Linked DNA regions of Drosophila melanogaster: all the other regions are linked to region 1. Evidence: chromatin contacts called from public Hi-C and HiChIP or PLAC-seq data. All regions are on one chromosome and are shown on one strand. Each heading gives the region's core, a stretch centred on a gene start, on an enhancer-like site or on the middle of the called end of the contact. The rest is flanking DNA. Distances are from core to core; before and after follow the strand shown. Region 1 holds the start of Dhc64C (Dynein heavy chain 64C). Region 2 holds the start of CG43367. Region 3 holds the start of Cyt-c1 (Cytochrome c1).

Region 1 (4,165 bases), core at 909-3,408:
CCAATATGATCAGTCTCGTTGTATCCGTTCCATACTCATTAAACATGTCGCTAGGCTCCACCCCATTCAGCTTTGACTTAGACATCTTTTCCCAGGTCATGACCACGGGCTCTTTGGTTTCCTTTAGCACCGCCTGGTTCTTTTTGGCGTTCACAATCTCCACTTCTGTTTCGGGCACATAACGTCCACTGCCCTTCACCCGGAAGGAGCGACCCATCACCATGCCCTGGACTAGCAGCCGGGAAAAGGGTTCGCTAGTGGGCGAAAGCCCGCAACTGTGCAGGAAGTGGTTTATAAAGCGGGCGTAGTAAAGATGGAGCACGGCATGTTCCTTGCCTCCTATGTACAGATCCACAGGCATAAACTTCTTGGTCAGCGCTGTATCGAAAATGCGTTCGGAATTTTGGGCGTCCAAGTAACGCAAGTAGTACCAAGAGCTGTCCACAAATGTATCCATTGTATCCGTCTCCCTTCGTGCATCCTTCTCACCGCATTTTGGGCAATCACAGAGAAACGCTTCCTTCGGGGAATCCTTCGGAGGCAGAGACACTGGCAGCTGCTCCTCCGGCACTGGCACTGCTCCGCACTTTTGACAGTGTACAATAGGAATGGGAGTGCCCCAATAGCGCTGTCGTGATATCAACCAATCCTTCAGCTTTGAGGATACACGATAGCCGCCAACATTAAGGCGTGTGGCTGCCTGGAGCACCTCTTTCCTTAACATTTCCCAGTTGGCTGGACTTAGGGATTCCTCATCCTTGCCATTTGAAGTAAAAGCCAGTCCATATGAATCCCACAAATCCTTGTCTTCGCCACGGAAGCTGGGGGCTGCCAGGTAAACATCGCTCTTTGGCGGAAATGTCACTTCGTCGCTAAAGACCACAGGCATTGTGGTGCCCGCAAACGGGTTCGCTGCGCTTAGGCTGTCCGCACCCTTTAGCTTTGACAAGTGATGATTGCTGCGGAGCACGAGAAAGGCATGGGGATCTTTTAAATGCTCCGGATGGGTAGTCCACACTCGTAAAAGTCCGGAGGCGGAGGTGAGCAGGTTGAAAGCGTATCCATCACACTCTCCAATCCAGTGTCGCTGCAGGTTAATAATATCCCTCCAGTCGCGAAGCGTGGGATCCTCCAAACCGTCTAGCAATTGTTTGGCATAAGCACTCGTTCGGATAAACCACTGCCTCAAAAGCTTCTTTTCCACCTTGGCGCCCGACCGCCAGGAACAGCCGTTGGCGTCCACCTGCTCATCTGCGAGCACGGTCTTATCAACGGGATCCCAGTTAACAAGAGCCTCGTTCTGGTAGGCCAATCCATGGCGATGGAGCATTAGGAACAGATGCTGCGTCCACTTGTAGTATTTTGGACTGCAGGTGGACAATTCATGGTTCCAGTCAAAGGAGCAACCAAGTCGCTTGAGTTGTTCCTTCATCTGGGCAATGTTCTGCTCCGTCCAGGACGCGGGCTCCACCCCACGCTGATTGGCGGCGTTCTCGGCGGGCAGCCCAAAGGAATCCCAACCCATTGGCTGAAACACATTCTTGCCGCACATTCGCTGGAAACGAGCCACCGAATCGGCTATGGTATAGACGCGCACATGGCCCATGTGAAGATTGCCGGAGGGATACGGGAACATGGAGAGCACGTAGTACTTGTCCTGCGAGTCCTTGGGATTGAACTGTCCTCCACTGAGCTGCTCCCGCCAATGAGCCTCAATCCGGTGCTTGACATCACTGGTTAGCTCTGGATTCTGGAATTTAACAAAGGTCTTATTGCGTTTCTCGGATATATTATGCACCCACATCATTCCGGGTGCAGCTTTGGGTTAGCAGGCGCCGCCAGCTATTCCAGTAGACAGCTCCCCAAGGTCGTGTTCTTCTCAGTGCTTGCATTATACCGGTTTAATTGATTGAATTGCACATTTCACAATTATTGAATAACAAAATAGGAAGAACCCACTGCACTCTACAATCGAACAGCTGTTTCTCTGCATCGAGTTGCCACATCGCTCACGTGGATGGGAATTGCTCTAAGAAATTTTGGCGGGAAGCATTCCTGACTGACTGGTAACATTTCGCCCAGTTCTGTATTCTGATATCTGCCGCAACTATGGTAGCACTGGCTTTTTTGCTTTCGATTTTCAACTGAGTGGCAGGGCCGTTTACATTTTGCGAAAAAAAAAACTCACGTAATTTTTCACAGGGCGAGGCATTGTGAAAAATTAAATTGTACACCTTTTGAGGAGTATTTAATACCGAAAACCTTTGTGGGACATGGGTGACTCCTTGGAGAACCCCGATACATCGGTGGATCCAATCGTGAACCTGTCCATTGCGAACTATGATGCATTTGCCAATTATCTTCGGAAGGCGGTGACCATTTTGCTGCCGGAGGACGATGTGGTTCCCGCATCGCTGAACGATGCTCTGGACGATCCCGTCAACCAGGACACCATCCGGAAGTTCCTCTCGGATCCCCAGGTGCAGGCGCTTTACGTCCAACGCAATTGCATTAAAGGTAAAATAAGAATTCCTGTCCCGTTGGCAAATCTAGGGTGAAAAAATGGTACCTGCACAAAATGGCGTCTTTTTGGCGAAGATAAGAAAGTTGGCAAGCTTTTCAGGCAATCTTTTTGTTATAAGTTCAAAATATTAGTTCCATATGGTTACATTGAGTCATTTATGGGTTTGCTAGCTGAATACGCAACCAGTTTTTTAAAAATCAATTTGGCAGATGTTTGAATTCCAATAAGAAATATTTTTTGGCTTGGAAGTCGAAGCTGGAATACCTTACCATGTCACTAGCAACTTGTATGAAAAATTTTCAAGCATCACAAATTCATACAGTTTTTAAAATTTAAATTCAATTACAAAAATAGGATTATTTTTTATATTACGATATTGCTAAAAAGTGCATTCAGAATTAATCGTAAAATCAGAAGGATAGCAATAATTCATGTTAGTAAATACCAACTGCATTGTAAAATCAGTGTACTGCATTAGAGGGTATAAAAACGGGTTTCTGCGCATGACGTCAGCACATATGATTCACTTCGATAACTATGAGTCGAAAGTCGCGGCAGGGCGATAAGTGCTAACAGCTGTTTTGCCGCTTGCCGGCTTTGCTTGTTTACAAGCAATTCGCCGGGAAACAGCTGGTACCTGCCAAGCAACCAGTTTGTTTACGGAAACGACCTTGGAGGCTGCGCACACCTTCCGCCGCTTCAATAGCTTTGGGAGCGACATTGACATTGGCCGAAGGCAATGCCATCGGCACATTGACATTGGCAACGGGGCCAACAGCGCGGGAGCAATGACATCGCCAAGGTCCAGCCTTGAGCGCACGAATTTCGAAGGTTTTTCCTTGGACGCTTAATTTCCGTAGGTCAACACCTTGATAATGAAATCATGCCAATGCCGTGCCATTGAGTCCAATGCCAGGTGGGCAGTAGAATGCCACTGAAAGTGGGTGAGGGGTAAATGTGGAGCCAGACATGATAAACGTAATCAACGGGAATTAGTTTTCCTTTGAAAGTTCAATAATGGACGAATAAGTCAACGGATTTATTTCAATTGGCTAATAAAAAAAACCATTTTTTATTACCATATTTATTATACGTTTAATGTATTAACTGGGTGGGCCCATTATGAAATTCGATTGTTAACCAACTTATTCATTTTCAGAGGACGATTCTGAGCAGCCGGCGGAGGGCGAGGACGAGAAGGAGCAGGTAACCTACCAAATCAGCAACGATGTTCACTTCACCAACAGTCGGATGGCATCTTTGGCCTGCATCAAGCGCGGCCTGGTCGTGGAGGCGGACAAGTCGATCCATTCGCAGCTGCGGCTGATCAACTTCTCGGACGGATCTCCCTACGAGACGCTGCACGCTTTCATCAGCAAGTCCCTGGCGCCTTACTTCAAGTCGTACGTCAAGGAGTCGGGTCGTGCTGATCGCGATGGTGACAAAATGGCTCCCTCCGTGGAGAAGAAGCTGGCCGAGCTGGAGATGGGACTGCTGCATCTGCAGCAAAACATCGACATACCGGAGATCACGCTGACGGCTCACCAGACCGTCAACAATGTGATCCGGAAGTGCGCGGAGGAGAACCGCAAGGCCAAGGTGGCCGATTTTGGCGACAAGGTGGAGGATTCTTCTTTCCTG
Region 2 (4,165 bases), core at 755-3,254, 630 kb after region 1:
ACTCACTTCTTCCGGACTAGATTTCTGCAGCACAATGACCATCAGCGCATAGCATTGCAGGGCTACGCGGCGCAGATTATTGGCACTCTCCCATTGTCGCAGGATACTCATGGTAATGGACACCGTGGCGGGGCAAATGGCCTTCATACCATTGCGCTGATCAGACCAAATTCACCATTATAAGGGTTCAACGCAGGACATGGGACAGACAAGCAATGGCATGCATGAGCAACGGTTAGGGGACAACAATGATCGGGACAACAGATGGTTCCACCACTCACCAAGTTATCACAGTCTAGCAGCCCATCACCCGAGCAGGGGGCAAGTGAAGAAGTGGTTAGAGCGTTAGTATTTCTATTTGTCAGGGTCGAGGTCGAGTTTAGAGACTTCTGCACTTTCAGCTGCAGCTGGAGGAGATCCAGCCACACAACGATACACGAAATGAAACGAAATAGGACAAGGAAACAAAATGATAGAGCTCTAACGTACATTAATAGCGAAAGCAGTGAGCAGAAAGGTAAGCTGTCAGGAAGTGAGGTTAATAATTAAACGGTTTTTAAGAGAGAAAGGACTACACAGGAAGGGACTGGAGACGCTTTCTGGCGCTACCTGTGAGCCGCAAATCACAGCGCCCAGGATGTTTAGCAGGCTTTCGCCAATTTCCGCATATCGGATGAGCTTCTCCTCCTGAAAGCAATCTGCAAGGCAAAGCGAAATGTTAGTGGGCCAAACTGTTATGGGGCAGTGATGGGTCACTTAAACTTAAACTGGGATCAGACTCATCAGTAGTTAGTTACACTCCATCACTGCCTCTTTATCCTTTTTATCTTACCATAAATAAAGGGGACAATTTCCACATGAACCGAGTGGGGTTTATATGAAAGACGACTGTAGTCAGCTGACTGGCCTCGCACGAAGCTGCGCCACGTCAGATATGGATCATACATGACTTCCAGGAATGCCGAGAAACTGCTAAACAGGTGGCTTATTGCGGGCACGCTCTGCGGCAGCTCCATTTGCTGGAATTCATTGATAAGTTAATTGTGGTAAAACCCAGCAATATGTATAAGATATTTGCATACTTGTTTGAACACCCTGGAGAGTATGGCGATCAAATTCGGCTTGTATTCATACTTGATGATGGACAGTATGTTATCAAAGTGCCGGCACACGATCACCAGACAATCCACGAGTATGGCTACTTCTTCAATGGCCTGCTCCTCCAGTTTCCCTTCCGTTTCGCAAACATCTCTGGCTACAATGATGAATTTACCGATGGCGGGCAGGAGTTCATCCGGGAGGCGGCCCAAGTGGGGACCACTATCCGGCTGAACCTCGTGCCACATCGGGCAATTTTCCGCCTGAAAGTCTAGCTGCAGTTGGCTCCTCCAAATGGCCACGAAGCGGGCCACAAATTGCCGGAAGTGGGTTTCATCATTCTTAAAACGAAAAGAGCGAGGGAGAGGGAAGGATTTAGTTTGAGCCTCTCCGGGATTATATAATCATTACACTGTTTACATTACTTGAAGTGCTGTTTGCCTTTCAGTGACTAATGCTATAAACATTTGCGGCCTCCCCCGCAATTGGAGCAGCACCCCCCGCCACTCCTCCACCCAAAATCCGACTTCTTATCACTCGATTTTCTCTAATTGGAACCTTACCTTTGTCGTGTACTGCACCCACAGATTGTATATATCCTTCTTATTGTCCATCGTCGCGTTTTTTCCAGCAATTTTCTCAACTGAACGGCATTTGTTAATTGCTAGCCGAGTTTTTCCCCAAGGCGAATTATTTGTTTACAAAAAAAAATGTTGCCGACGATGTAGGTTGTTTTGTCCACAGCCCAGGTTTTGCTCTATTTCGGCGTTGTTTTCCGAGCTCCTCCTTGGGAGCGAACGTCTATATAGTCAGAGTGATAGCCTCTACAGAGGTTGCAAGCCGTGATTCAGATTTCAGCACATTTACAAGAACTTTTTGGCCAAATTTTCACACAGCTAGAGGCACAGGTGAAAACGGCAACAGCTGATTGCTTCTTCTTCCTGTCATTCACCATTGTTTGGCAGTGTTGTAAAATGCGCGGGTAACCAAAAATGTTGGCGCCAAATTTTGATCTCAAATATCATTAATGAAATTGAAGATCTTTGTTATTTATTTTGTATAGCTGCAAAAATTCATCCATAACACCAAAATAAAACAGCATGACAACTTAGGCTGCTAAATGCGTATTTATTTCGAGATTTTCATGTATTTGGTTTCAATTCTAGTAGCATTTTGTTATTTGTTTGTCTGTTTTACATGATATTAGCTAATAGTTGCGCTTCTGTTGCCATTGCTTGACCCTCGTTAACTATTTCCAACTGTCGTTAAAAACAAACGATTTCTGTGTAGTTCATTGCCGCCTATCATTGATACAATATGCGCAAAAGTGCAGTTTATTGATGCGGATGCGGATGCTGATGCAGATGCGGATGCTTCTATACGCATTCTATACGCAATTTCGTTTAGAAGTGACTTGGTTTGGTTTTCGGTTTTGTTTGTAATATAAAAAGGAAACGTTAGTTTATATTTAATTTCAGACCTAAATTATTAAGATTTAATGCAATATTTTATTTGTAAGTTTTTAATTGAATAGCTTGAACCATTTGTAGGACCTATAAATATTCACTATCCGTTAATAATCTTAATAAAATAAATATGTAGAAGAAAAATCTTATGCCTCCGTTTCAGTTAGTTAAAGCTGTGAGTTTTTATCCGCATTAATTTGAAGGATAACAATGTTAGTTAATTTACGTTAATTTAAGTTAATGTTAATTTAATTTAATTTAATTTACTTCAAATATAGGCATTCGACTTGCTTTCGTTTATCATTACGTTTAAATGAAATACACGATGCTTTCGTTTGTTGTTAAATTTAATTTCTGTTTTTCGGTTTTTACGCATTACGGTTTGCAGCACTTGAATGGGCATTACAATATTTAAAAAACCTCAGCGCCTCGATTTATCGATTTGTAAATAAGTTGCGCGCCTTGTTTTTCTTTTGCTTTTATTTGCTCTATTTGGAATTTGGGTTTTGGATTGTGGATGTTGGGCAATGGGTAGTGGGGTAGTGGAGTTGGTGGAGTTTATCTGTGTTTCTGCCTCGAGACGACGACGATTGTTGCGAATAGAAAAATAATTCAAGTAAATATTTGTATATGCGTGTATAAGTATTATAGTTTTTCCTCTAGGTATATGAATAGCACTCCATGCTCGAGTCCATGCGGCCTATGTTTTTATTGTATTTGTACCAATCGCCTAAGATCCTCCAGATATCAGATACTGTGCACATACTATAATGCCCGTGCATTGCAATTTTGAGTGGGTGTGGCAGTCCGGAGTTACTCCGGCTATCTAGCGTGCTTAATGTGGGTGAGTGTTTGTGTGAGTGTAGGTGTGAATCCGAGTAGCTAGTTCATAAGGTAAATATAATCTATCATAGTTCATTAGGTGCCGCTAACAGCTCTGAAGGTATTCAGGTTCGGTCGCATTCGCTGCGTTGTTGTCGATTGTTTCGGGTAGAAATACTTGGGGTGTATCGCGCTTTACGGTTGCCTCATGAGTTCTTTTTCGGGTTGGGTCTCCGCTCCGGTGATCTCCGCCTGCTCCGTGGTCCGTGGCTGACCGCTCGGCGGTCTACGAGTCCAGTAGCGGCTCATTTTCTGAATCGGAATCTAACATTTTCCAGACCATGCGCCTGACGTTTCAGACTGCCGCTGTCGGCCCAGGAGGAGTTGAGATACTCGTCGTCATCGTCTTGCTCAAGTTTCTGCAAAAAAATAAAGATACATTTGAGTTTTAAAGTTAACGTCATGGTTAAATCCAAATAAAAGTTATTTCACAGGATTTATGATTTGGCCATTTTGCGCATAAATGTATGCCACAAAATAACACAAAAGAACTTTTTACGTATACGTAATATTTCTTTTCTAAGCAAACGCCTATTGTCAAATACTTTTACAGAACCCCTTCCGTAAGTCTGACCCAATGTATGCAATGATTCATATGACCTCATATATTATTCAACCCCACTCCATTCCTTTCAATGATTACCCCATGTATATCCTGTCTTACCCTTGCACTGAGTTGGACGTGGAGATAGCTCCGTTCTCCAGCGAATCCCTCGATA
Region 3 (4,165 bases), core at 538-3,037, 530 kb before region 1:
GCCACCCACCTCGTTGTACAAAACCTGCGCCATGGAAATGGCACCGCCCGGGAAGTACGGGTTGAAGTACTGACCCTCGCGCAGCACCACTCCGGCAGGAGCATCATGGTAGCCCGTGAGCAGCGAGAAGATGTAATCCTCTCCGCCCTTGCGGGCCGACACGATGTAGCTCAGATCCGGAGGATAAGCACCGTTGTTGGCAGCACGGGCCGCCTCCTCGTTGGGATACGGCGATGGGAAGTAGTCCGACAGCTTGCCAGGACGAGTGTAGTAGTTGCCGGTATCATCGGGACCGTCCTTGACCTGTAACGGGGACATTCAAATCAATTAGGAAACATTTAGATCTAGAAATCTAAAAATTCGAATACCCACCGTGATCTGCTCGGCTTCAGCCTTAGCCTCGGCTTCGGTGTGGGTGACACCAACCAGATTGCGGTAGGCAATGTATTGCATCGAGTGGCAGGCGGAGCACACCTGCTTGTACACCTCGTAGCCGCGACGAACGCTGAAAGTAGGAATTGAGATGATGTTACTAACTGGATAGCAGGGTCAGTGGGCAAATGCCATCTTATATGCAGATACTACAAAACATTCTTTAATATCTTTAATTTTAACTAAAATCCCCATTTAACAATCCATTAATCTTCTATGTTCTGCTAGTTGCTGTTCTGATTAGCTTTTATGAGCAAAGTATTGTTGTTAATCTATAGTTGTTATCAGTTTTTAAAGATTACAGAAGATTTGCCGGGAAAATTGGCTACGTTTTCTAAATTGAATATGATATTTGTATTGGCGAGTTTGAGATAAAATAAAATACTTCAAACAAAATCTCTCTAATCATTAAAGAACTCTTTTTGAAATTTGACAGCAATCTAAACCAATTCACTAGAAATGCACTTAGTTAGCTCCACCACAGATGGAAATGCCCAGTTCCCGACCACTGATCAGTTTAACCGCCGTTTTTTGGATTACCTCTGGTGGTCCAAAGCGTCGAAGAGGCCCTTGTGGTTCCAGAGTTGCGCGGGGGAGTGCACCTCGCCGCCAGATGCCTGCACGGACTGCTCCAGGGCGTAGATAAGGGCGCCCACTCCGCCGGTGATTGCTCCCAAGGCGCCGATCAGCTGTTCGTGATGCACACACACGCACATACAGCCGCACACAGTCACCGAGAAGCAAACGCGTTTTGAGGTTAGGTCCGATCGGGTATTATGAAATGCGAAGTGGGGGAATATGTGAGATTCCTGACTAGCTGACTTACCTTCTTGTTGCCACTGGCCCAGCTGCCGGCGGAGGAGAGGTTCTTCGCCTGCAAAAAGAACGGATGTCATTTAGTTTGGATGTTCGGCCAAGGAGAGTAAGAATTTTTGCACGGAGTTACATAATTGGATTGTTCGGTTCGTATCCGAGTTCATTTAATCCCATTGGAATTGCGGATACCACTCACTGTGCCACCTAGAGTGCACCATTGGTCCTTGTATTTTATGTTTTACGGTATTATTTCATGTTTTTCTCCATCGGACACACGACTCCTTCAAGGTGCTGCGGTGGCTGTTGAAAAACTTGCATCCGCCGTTCACGATCTTTACCTGCTGCAGGCTGAGTGCTGGCGCGGATTTCAGCAATCTCAAGCCATGGAATCTTCGCAATGTCGCTGCCATGGTGGCCGGAGTTTTAATTTCTGCGTCGTCTGGTCGTTTAAGGAAACTCTGCGGGCAGCCAATCGCCAATCGAATCAATCTTTCAGTACCACTGCCACAACGTCTTCCTCTTCTTCGCTGCTCTCTCGCGGAGGTGGTGGTGGGCAACTCGCTCGTTTGCCAGCGAATCGGAATCGGCGGGGGCGATATTTTGGTATTTTTAAACAGATATTTTAATTTTATTTTATTATTATTTTTTTATTTACTGTATGATATTTATTTATAATATGATATTAATGTATGTATAATTTAAATAATACATTTAAAATATCACTTTTTATTTTTTTCTTTTTTAATAAATATTTGTTACACAGTGTACCTTAATTGCTTTTAGTGTTTTTTTTTTCTTTCATGTTCTTTATTATATCTTCGAATTTACGGTTTTCCAACTTGTTGATTCAAAATACTTCATAATCTAATTGGAACTACTTGTTGACATTAAGTTGGATTTTTTGATTTTTTAGAAACCACTTGATGATTTCATAAGATAAGTTGACAGAACAGCTCTAAAAACAGCTGCCTTAGCCTTAGCCAAATTTTTGGTTGCTGTTATGTAATTTTTCATGTTTCACTGCGCTGTTATCACAAAAAAAGATTTTAATTTTTATTATTGAATTCTTTTCGAAATATCTATAAAATTCTTAAAAGCCTTGAAAAAGGATTTTCAAAAAGTAAAAATAAGTACAATTATCGCAGTTCACAAAATAACCTTCGATTGCTTATATCACAGGTCAATATTATAATTTTATTTTTATTTTTGCTAATTGTTTTTATATATATATTATTTAAAAAAAAATATATAAAATTATTTTGTCTCACTGATGAATAGATTTTTCCGCTGGTCTGGCATCCTTCTCGCCCGTTTTTCGCACACTTATCGATAACAGCTGACCACCCGTTAATGATTCGCCAACAAAAAAAACCTAGCAACGCATAAACAAATGCGAGAAAAAACCCCCTTTATTGATTTCCACTAAGTGCGGTCAGCGCAAATAGTGGTTAATAGCTTTCACTAGACGAGGAATAAAGCCAGGACGTAGATCGCCATGCCGCAGGAGGAGGCAAATGCGGGAACAACGGCCCAACTCGATGACGAAATCGAGAATGTGCGTGTGGTGGTGCGAACGCGACCCATGGACAAAAATGAGTTGTCCGCGGGAGCGCTAAGTGCGATTTCGGTGGATAAGATCAACCGGGCCATTACGGTGATGAAACCGAATGCCACCGCCAATGAACCGCCGAAAACGTACTACTTCGACAATGTATTCGATGGTGGCTCCAATCAAATGGATCTCTATGTGGACACCGCTCGTCCGATTGTGGACAAGGTGCTGGAGGGCTATAATGGCACCATCTTGGCCTACGGACAAACGGGCACCGGCAAGACGTATACCATGTCGGGGAATCCGGATTCGCCGCAAACAAAGGGCATCATTCCGAATGCATTTGCGCACATCTTTGGTCACATTGCTAAGGCCAAGGAGAATCAGAAGTTCCTGGTGCGCGTCAGCTACATGGAGATCTATAACGAAGAGGTGCGGGATCTACTGGGCAAGGATGTGGGCAAGAGCCTGGAGGTCAAGGAGCGACCGGACATCGGTGTCTTTGTTAAGGATCTCAGTGGCTATGTGGTGCACAACGCCGATGATCTGGAGAACATCATGCGTTTGGGTAACAAAAATCGTGCCGTGGGAGCCACCAAAATGAACCAGGAGAGCTCCCGCTCCCATGCCATTTTCTCCATTACTGTGGAGAGAAGTGAGCTGGGCGAAGGTGATGTCCAGCACGTAAGGATGGGTAAACTACAGCTGGTGGATCTCGCCGGCTCCGAAAGGCAGTCGAAGACCCAGGCCAGTGGACAGAGACTTAAAGAGGCCACCAAGATTAATCTTTCGCTATCGGTGCTGGGAAATGTGATCAGTGCTTTGGTGGATGGAAAAAGCACCCACATACCGTATCGGAACTCCAAGTTAACTCGACTTCTGCAGGACTCCCTCGGTGGTAACTCCAAGACCGTCATGTGTGCCACCATTAGTCCAGCGGATAGCAATTATATGGAAACTATATCCACACTTCGCTATGCTAGTCGTGCTAAGAATATCCAAAATCGCATGCACATCAATGAGGAACCCAAGGATGCTTTGCTTCGTCACTTTCAGGAGGAGATTGCCCGACTTCGCAAGCAATTGGAGGAGGGCGACAGCTTGGAGGAGGAGCCACCGAGCTCCGAAGAGGAGGAGGATACAGCAGATGACGAACTGGAGGCACCACTGGAGATCGAATTGGAATCATCAACGATCCAGGCTGTGGAGAAAAAACCCAAGAAGAAGCGCGAGAAAACCGATGCCGAAAAGGAGGAACTGGCCAAGCGCAAAAACGAGCATCAGAAGGAAATCGAGCATGCTAAGACGGAGCAGGAAACACTTCGCAATAAACTAGTCTCATTGGAAGGTAAAATTCTCGTTGGC

The links. Hi-C and Micro-C count contacts between places; a contact is called where the count stands out from the background. HiChIP or PLAC-seq counts read pairs in DNA pulled down with a chosen protein or histone mark.
Region 2: a contact with region 1 is called in a Hi-C map of the Kc167 cell line, with 2.7 times the contacts expected there. The contact joins the promoter of CG43367 here to the promoter of Dhc64C in region 1. A contact is called at or near these places in 15 of 107 Hi-C or Micro-C datasets (the D17-c3 cell line, the Kc167 cell line, the ML-DmBG3-c2 cell line and 5 more) and 1 of 6 datasets of contacts at active chromatin or transcription factors (the Kc167 cell line).
Region 3: a contact with region 1 is called in a POLR2A S2P HiChIP or PLAC-seq map of the Kc167 cell line, with 2.7 times the contacts expected there. The contact joins the promoter of Cyt-c1 here to the promoter of Dhc64C in region 1. A contact is called at or near these places in 12 of 107 Hi-C or Micro-C datasets (the D17-c3 cell line, the Kc167 cell line, the ML-DmBG3-c2 cell line and 7 more) and 1 of 6 datasets of contacts at active chromatin or transcription factors (the Kc167 cell line).

Annotation. Positions count from the first base shown.
Region 1 is chr3L:4,823,680-4,827,844 of dm6, reverse strand. It overlaps Dhc64C (Dynein heavy chain 64C), which reads left to right and starts at 2,158. Exons shown (of 15, transcript NM_001274503.1): 1 at 2,158-2,517; 2 at 3,684-4,165. The coding sequence starts at 2,274. LeuRS-m (Leucyl-tRNA synthetase, mitochondrial) reads right to left here and starts at 1,992. Exons shown (of 4, transcript NM_139675.3): 1 at 1,803-1,992; 2 at 1-1,750. The coding sequence starts at 1,892.
Region 2 is chr3L:4,191,832-4,195,996 of dm6, reverse strand. It overlaps CG43367, which reads right to left and starts at 2,004. Exons shown (of 25, transcript NM_139612.3): 1 at 1,662-2,004; 2 at 1,083-1,439; 3 at 833-1,019; 4 at 610-698; 5 at 7-156. The coding sequence starts at 1,712. CG18675 reads right to left here. Exons shown (of 4, transcript NM_144077.3): 4 at 3,029-3,805. The coding sequence ends at 3,692. tipE (temperature-induced paralytic E) reads right to left here. Exons shown (of 3, transcript NM_168067.2): 2 at 4,111-4,165; 3 at 2,209-3,805. The coding sequence ends at 3,742.
Region 3 is chr3L:5,357,833-5,361,997 of dm6, reverse strand. Cyt-c1 (Cytochrome c1) reads right to left here and starts at 1,787. Exons shown (of 6, transcript NM_139701.2): 1 at 1,587-1,787; 2 at 1,259-1,306; 3 at 973-1,121; 4 at 373-505; 5 at 10-303. The coding sequence starts at 1,658. It overlaps Klp64D (Kinesin-like protein at 64D), which reads left to right and starts at 2,606. Exons shown (of 1, transcript NM_079210.3): 1 at 2,606-4,165. The coding sequence starts at 2,744.